Regions from separate parts of the Zea mays genome. Here region 1 is linked to region 2. A link is a contact called in public Hi-C data. All regions are on one chromosome and are shown on one strand. Each heading gives the region's core, a stretch centred on a gene start, on an enhancer-like site or on the middle of the called end of the contact. The rest is flanking DNA. Distances are from core to core; before and after follow the strand shown. Region 1 holds the start of LOC103654181. Region 2 holds the start of LOC100384130.

Evidence for each region. Hi-C and Micro-C count contacts between places; a contact is called where the count stands out from the background.
Region 1: a contact with region 2 is called in a Hi-C map of bundle sheath, with 2.8 times the contacts expected there. The contact joins the promoter of LOC103654181 here to the promoter of LOC100384130 in region 2. A contact is called at or near these places in 7 of 25 Hi-C or Micro-C datasets (bundle sheath, ear, endosperm and 3 more).

The regions. Positions count from the first base shown.
Region 1 is chr5:174,545,327-174,549,455 of Zm-B73-REFERENCE-NAM-5.0, reverse strand. LOC103654181 reads left to right here and starts at 2,098. Exons shown (of 4, transcript XM_008681009.3): 1 at 2,098-2,506; 2 at 3,237-3,631; 3 at 3,738-3,931. The coding sequence starts at 2,151.
Region 2 is chr5:174,191,676-174,195,457 of Zm-B73-REFERENCE-NAM-5.0, reverse strand. LOC100384130 reads left to right here and starts at 1,404. Exons shown (of 1, transcript NM_001176712.2): 1 at 1,404-2,907. The coding sequence starts at 1,534. The coding sequence ends at 2,397.

The sequences.
Region 1 (4,129 bases), core at 849-3,348, 350 kb before region 2:
TGTTCTGCCGCGTTGGTGGTGGCGGATCCTCATGGCTATAGATGTCTAAATGGGCAGGACGGCCCGTGCACAGCTAGCGACGACACGGATTGGCCCGTATTAGGTAGCGGGCCATGACGTGCCAAACCATTTGCCCCGATCGAGGTTTAGGCTCGGTTCGCTAGGTTAATAACCATGTCGGCCCGGGCTACGACCCGACAGGCCTAACGGGCCCATAACAGCATATGACATTTAAATGATACAAATATGCTAAAATATGTATATGTGAGGGTTTCAACCATAATTGTTAGCTACAAACATCTATTCACACCCACGTAACCAACACAAACACATGTTTCTAGTGTTTTGTACTCTATATTCAAGTATAATATATGTATATGTATGAAAAATGGGGAAAAATTAAACCGGGCTATGTCGAGTCTAACCCGTCGTGCCACGCTTAGGCCTAGGCACTACCCGGTGATCGGGCCAGGCCGACATTGGCTTGCGTGTTGTGCAGGGTTCGGACCGAGCCAAATCTGTGCCGACCAGCAAGTCCGACCCATCTGGACATGTATACTCATAGCTGCTGGCGCCACCACTGCCCTGCAGAGGAGGGGGATTGGGCCCGTGCCCGTTGGGGTGCGACCGTGGAGTCCGTCGCGTCCGCCATCTTCAAGTTGCAGATCTTCTAGTGCGAGTCACTACGCACGTCTATTCGTTGGGGGCTCTTTGGGGGCTCTGTGAGAATGTGGATTAGGGTTTATGGTCAAAGGATTAGCGTGGGCTAAACCCGCCGCTCCCGTAATCTCGTATATATGGCGGCGTGTGACTTCCAGCGATTAGGATAGCCCCGGCTAAGGACGCGGATTAATCAAACGGTTAGGATTAACACTACACTGATTCCTTATTAATTAACTGGCTTGCGTAGAGAATACACCTTAACACATTCCTCTCATGGAGCCATGTAGATAGCCGGCCATCATATTATACACGCACTCTGCCTGCTTGGCAGAAATAAAGCTACTGGTGTGCATGTGGGGGCGAGGTCCGGATGCCGGGAGCAGGATTAGAGCTACTGGCATGCAAGCATCCGGGCATTTGCTGGATAACAAGCCAGCCCTCGTGCTCACCCCTTTCTTTTATCTCATTCTCCAATTTTTTTTTACCCCCATGTGCAACACAGCATCCCCTCGTCTTTGACTCCCCCGAATGAGGACGGACGGCTCATCGTTGGCTTTGGGAGTTTGTGTGTGTGTGTGCCGGGGGAGGAAGGAGGGAGGGAAGCACATGCGAGGTGACGAGGTGAGCGTGCGCGTGATGGGGAGCGAGCGAGAGCTGGCAGTTCTAGAATTCGATCCGGTGGCCGGCACATGAACCGATCCAGGTGACAGCCACCATCGCAGCTGGCAGCACATGAGGAGGGAGTGACTGATGAACGGGACCAGGAGCATCAGATCAGCACGGTCGATCGACTTGTTTTGTTTCACGCTGTTGCTTTCTGCTCCTAGACGGGGTTACGCCCACGGGAACGAAGGAAAGGAAAGGAAAGGAACTCTTCAACCCGCGCGGCTTAACTGGGCTTGGCCCATCTGCTATGGTCCTTCTGGATTCAACTCAAAATCCGGCCCAACCCAGAGCAACAAGCTCTAACGGACGCTCGATCGACCTGCATGGTGCGTTACCACCAAGCGGACGACAGCTTCCACAGACTTGAACGGTCCAGCAGATTCAGAAGACTCAGGGCCCGTTTGCCTACTTCACTCGACATTTTGGATCCGAGCGAGGGGAAGAAAGACGATCGAGGAAGCACCGAAGCAGAATATATAAAAAGCGTTGGACATGCTCCTGTCTGTCATGCTACGCACATTGATCCTTAAAACTAGGCTGCAGCCTGCACTGAGTATATTTTTCTTCTTCTCAAAATACATTTTCTTCAATCAAGAACAATTTTTTCTCATCAAAGTCGAGCGTTCTCAGCAAAAGAAATATCCCAAAATCACTAAAAACCTGCTCTAGCTTGAGGTACGTGTGAGACTGCTATATTTACACATGCAGTGACTATTTACAGCAACCATCAATTCCGAATTCCCAATCGTAATCGACAACATGGCCTAGCCTAGCCCGGGACAAGCTCCCGTCCCGTCTCTCCAAAACTTCATTCGGGAGATATGGCAAAGCCGAAGCCGAAGAGGCCCGCGCCCCCGCCCCGGCGTTGGGCAGCATGCGGTCTCTGGCGACGACCCGCCTTCGCGTCGGGCGGCCTGCCGCTGGCCGCCGCCGCGTACGTGGGCGTCGACTACATGCAGCACCTGTCCCCCGTCTGGCACGGGCGGCTGCGGCCGGCGCTCTGGGCGGCGCTGGCGCTCGCCACCGCCGCGCGCGCGCCGTTCTACCGGCGCTGGGGCGCCGAGGTCCGCGCCGCCCCGCGGTTCTTCGCCGCCATGGCGTTCATGCTCGCCGCGCTGCTCTGCGAGGCCATCTCCGTCCGCTTCGTCAGCACCGTCCTCGGCCTGCAGTGGCACCGGTCAGCTCCTTTCCTTTCTCGTGACTGATGCGCGCGATGCGAAACCGATCGACCAAATATTTGAACATTTCAGAATTTTCCCTACGCAAATGCGTGATTACATTACATCCATCCATGGTGGATTGGCGACGTTGACGTTGTCTTTTAACCGCGGACTGTATTTGTCACTACTCACTACGTGTATATAATCATAGTTATTTTTATCGAAAATTTCAAAGGAGTATGGCTTGGGAAATAGTCCTAGCAAGTGAAAACTTGTCATTTTGGACGTTGGTTGTTATGGCAATGAAATCCACTGCCTTATACATAGTAGGTGCTATGGCAGCATTCGGTGCATGCCTGTATAAATACATACTCGTAGGTGCATACTTAGGTCTAGTTTATTAATCGTCCCGTGTCTTCAAATTTTATTACTTGTGCCTTGTGGTAAAGTATAGTCTAAGTAATAAGTGGTACATGTCTGTATTTAATGATTGTACTCATTCATTCGTGGATGTTCTAGGTTGAAGTTTTATATTCCTTTAAAAAACATAGGTGCAGACAAGAACTACTCCTCAACCTATAGTGATGGAGCCAGAAACAGACCATTTTTTTTGTCTTTTTTTATCATCATCTTCCCCTGTATAGTCTACATATTTCAGCGCAATAAAATAGTATGCTCATCTGAAACACTGGACTGTTCAATATATATCAGAAAAAGCTACTGACAGAGATCCACTGCTATCAACAGATCTACCGCTCCTCTTCCTGACACTGGCCAGTGGATGCTCCTAGCATTGAGCGGGAAACTTCCTCGAACAGTGGTCGATCTACTGAAAGCTCGCATCATCACCCTTCATCATTACCTGATGATGTTCATCATGTTGGCGTTTTCGGCACTGTTCGACTGCATCAGAGGTCCTGGACTCGGAATAGGCTCGAGGTATATGTTCACTATGGCAGTCGGACGTTTGCTCCGGACAGCAACATTTCTTGCCACGATCCTTCCGTCTGCTCGACCTTGGTGCGCCGAAGCTCGGTATCAGATACCTGACCATCCACACCCGTGGGCACAGAAATATTACGCTCCTTATGCTTCAGATCCAGACATGATCTCGAGGGTCATGGAGGAGGATATGCCATACGGTCAGTACATTCAGACTGTGAACTGTTGTTGTGCAATAATAGAGCTGCTGCTTTGATAGACCACTGTGAGCTCATTTTGCTTTTTCATCCTTCCTGATCATAATAGCTACTCTTCAAGATTACCCCGACGAGTACAGACCTGACTGGGGACTGATGAGTTTCTTAGTAGACATTTTGAGGCCAAGCACCGGAGAGGGGCCCTCATGGTATCATCTGCTGAGGAAATCAAGCGGTGGCTGTAATGATCTTATGTACAGTGGACATATGTTTGTTGCCGTTCTAACTGCTATGGCATGGGCGGTATGCGATGTTTTCTTCTTCTCGGCTGATTGAATTGCTCATGTCACACTCACACCTTCAAATTGCCCTTCCAATGTCACGCCCTCCTTCTGCAGCTGAAATCAGTTTTAACTGGCCAAAACAAAATTGATAGGCCTGTCAGGCTATATATAAAGTTCTATTTTATTCCTTGCAAGCTATATTAATGTGTACTGCAAT
Region 2 (3,782 bases), core at 155-2,654:
GTGCGGGATAAATATGATCGCTCGAGTTAATCTGATCATGAGTTTCGTGGATCATCCGATCCACATGGTCAGACCGTCCAGTCGTGCCCAAGTGTCAAATATGATGCTCAACGCCATTCTTTTTTCCCAATTTTCTCCAATTTATATGGTGTAAAATAACCAAACAAGACCTTGGTCACATCAAAAGCCATGGTGCAACTCGGCAATATGGTCACGCCACCATATGTGGCACGATTAATGTTGTTGTGCTAGCAATCTTGTTGGAAGGCCACCAGCCCTGGCGTGACCCAGTCACGCCATGTCGCTTGGTACTCATTTGATTGGAAGGCTTCTCTTTTGATTGTTCCGTCTTGTAACGAGAGTTGAAGATATCGTTGTACGAAAGCTGCCTTCAGTAGTTGGTAGAAATTAGAATTTCCTTGAGCATACCTTTCATCTCAAAGTATGCATTATTCTAGAAAAGAACGAAGCAATTTTCCTTGTTGATCAGTTGCCCAGAGCCCTTTTCAAAAACCATCAGCATTGTCTTAACGTCTTGTACCTTTCCAACAGTAGCCCTAAAGAAAACAGAGAATCATCCATGTTTCCTTGCCAGGTATCATTTTGGATAAACTATCAGCAAGCAATAGAAATAGATATGGTCAGAGCGATCGCCTTGGTGTGGGCCTTATGGTTTGTCATGGAATACATTGTTTATAATATTTATATTTAGAGTCTTAGATAATGTTATCATACAAAAAAATACTTTAAATTATGACTCAGCCAAAATACACCTTATTAGACCATTCTCAATACACAGCTTTATCGTACTGTTTTTAAAATGTCATATCAATATTTGTCTAGAAAACGGTGTACACGAGTTTCATCCTTATAAAAGTCTCTCGTGTCTCTTATTGTTAAACTGTATGTCGTATTATTCTGCTTGTCTACGTAGCATGTCATTTAATAAAAATAATACTCTCATAAAATGGCCACCGAGAATGTCATTCTCTTGGTTTGTCTCATTACCTATGAGGGCAGCGCTAGTAGCAGCACTAAAAGTGCATCAAGCCAAATCCAGGTCGCTGCCGTGTTCAGTTCAGGTTCAGCCGACCGAGGTGCGCCTGCCGCAAAGACGAGTACAAGAAAGTCGTCAAGGATGAAATCAATGACGAGCTGCTTTAGGTTTGCTCAGCTACGCACCACCGTAATCCATAGGTTAATTAAACTAATCATCCTTTCCAAAGCGAGCGACCCTCTCAATCATAGAGCAGTGGCCAGCATTTAGAGCGAGACGGTTGGGTTGGGTTGGGCTGGGCTGGGCTAGCCAGCCTAGCCCGTCGACTTTTCGGTACCCGTCGGCCGTCGTCAACAGCACACATGGAGACCGGCTCCTCGCTCTCTTCCTCCTCGCGTTGAACCATTCCACCCGCCTCTCTCCCCTCCTCCGCCGGGCCGCAGCTACAAAGCCCGTACGGCTTGCGTCCTCTAGCTCCGGCTCGCCGTCTCCTCCCGCTCCCCTCAGCTGCCGCCCGCCTGCTGCAAACCCCGCACATGGATGCGTCCTCGGGCGACCGCTCGTCGCCGCGGAGCCGGCAGCTGCAGGGCCCGCGCCCGCCGCGGCTCGCCGTCAGCAAGGACTCGCACAAGGTCAGGAAGCCGCCCGTCGCGCCGCAGCGGCAGCAGCACCAGCACCAGCAGCCGGCCGCGCAGCTGCAGCAGCAGCAGCACCAGTACCACCAGCAGCAGCAGCAGCAGGGGCGGCAGCCGGTCATCATCTACGACGCCTCGCCCAAGGTGATCCACACCAAGCCGGGGGACTTCATGGCGCTGGTCCAGCGCCTCACCGGCCCGGGCTCCACCTCGCAGGCCCAATTCGACGCCGCCGCCGCCGCGGCGGGGCCCTCGCACCCGGCGGCGATGGAGTTCGAGCCGCGGGAGTTCCTCCTCTCGCCCACCGCCGCGCTGTCCCCTGCAGCGCGGCTGGCCGCCATCGAGAGGTCCGTCCGCCCGCTGCCGCCGCACCACGCGCCGGCGGCCGTTCCTCCCTACTTCGGCGCCACCAACGACGACGGCTTCTTCCTGCCCGGTTCGGCGGACATGGACAGCCTCTCCGCGGCCCTCGGCCCGCCCGCCGGCCGCCCCGGCATCCTCTCGCCCGCGGCGCTCCCTCCGGCGGCCTCCACGGGGCTGTTCTCGCCGATGCCGTTCGACCCGAGCTGCCTGTCGTGGCTGAGCGAGCTGAGCCCGTTCCTCCCCTCCGCCGGCACCCGCGCCGCCGCGGCCGGGCTGCTGGACCAGGCGCCGTTCGCCCCCAGCCCGCGCAGCAGCTTGCTGCTGTCCACGCCCACCATGCCGTCGCCGGCCACCTTCTCCGTGCTGGAGTTCTTCAGCAGCCCCAACTTCCCGGACCTGTAAATCTCTAGATTATTGACCTCACAACAATTCAATTCTACTGATCGGTTCCATTCCATTACGACACTTCGCCGTTGCCGTCCGGACGTGCAGTGCTGTGCGTGCAAGCAACTCGAGAAATCATCCGTGCCTCACCGAGCAACACCCGGTTAAGTTTTACTGCAATCTCATCGCTTGTGGGTCAGTTGTTTTTTCTTCTAATAACAAATCGTAGTGTATTATTAGAGTTTTTTTTTCCGCGTCGTGTTTCGTCATTCGTGCTGGCTTGTGGGTCAGTTGCGAGAGGGCAAACAAGTTGGCATCCGCCACTGGTAGGCTGGTAGCTACTGATTCATTAATTAATTGATTGGTTAGAGTATGAATTTTCCTTCTTTTAAACAAACCTTTCTCCGTTTGCATTCGTCAAATGTACGTGGGTAGGTAGGAGGCTGCTAATGTTTTGTGCCTCTTTTTATTTCTATCGTTTTTCATTATTGTTACTAGTAGTATTAGGTGATAATATATGTTACTGGCAAGCGAAGGTGGTGATGACTGATTGTATGCATATATTCCGTACCATAGTTTGATAACCCTGGACCTGGATCCCGGGACTTGGTCTCACGTTGCGGCGAAGAAAATGTTTTATGATTTCATTTCATGGCCACAATATGGAATTAATTAGTGCCAAAACCAGCTCGACGTCAGCGAGCTTTGACTTTTTTTTCAATGGCGCGAGAGATCGGCTCTGTGACTTGCCATCGATCTGTCGATGAGTACACGCGCGCGCAAGACAGCAGAGAGCGAGTCCGCCTGGTCAGCCGACGGCGCCGGAGGCGTTTGGCGCTCGCACGGCGCCGCTCGTCGCACACCTTTCACCTTTGGTTGGTATCGACCATCCAAAGACATTTAAGATGTCTCTGACTCACCGTTCGCTCGCGACAGCTTTTTTAATAAATAGATATCCTAATCGCTATACTTCCTCCGTTCACTTATATTTGTCACTATAATATTCATGACGATCGTTTAACTAGATTTATAAAATATATTAGCAACATTTATATTTTAGAATAATTTTACTATAAAAATAAATTCAAATATATATCAATGATACTAATTATGTACTATAAATATTAGTATTTTTTATATAAATATAGTCAGAGTAAAAAATGGTTGACTTTGAGAACCGAGAACAACCAACATTTATGGAAAGGAAGTAATATGTATCATGTTGAACTCAAAATACAAATGCGGCGCGTGGACGCCTGTGGTTGGGCAGCCATGGGCTAGTTCTCCTCGCCTCTCTATCCCACTTACACTTATATAAACAGTACAATCTATAAAGTAAAATAATGTTTTACACGTCTATATGCACACTTCGCAGACATCTTAAGGTACAAATATAAATTTTC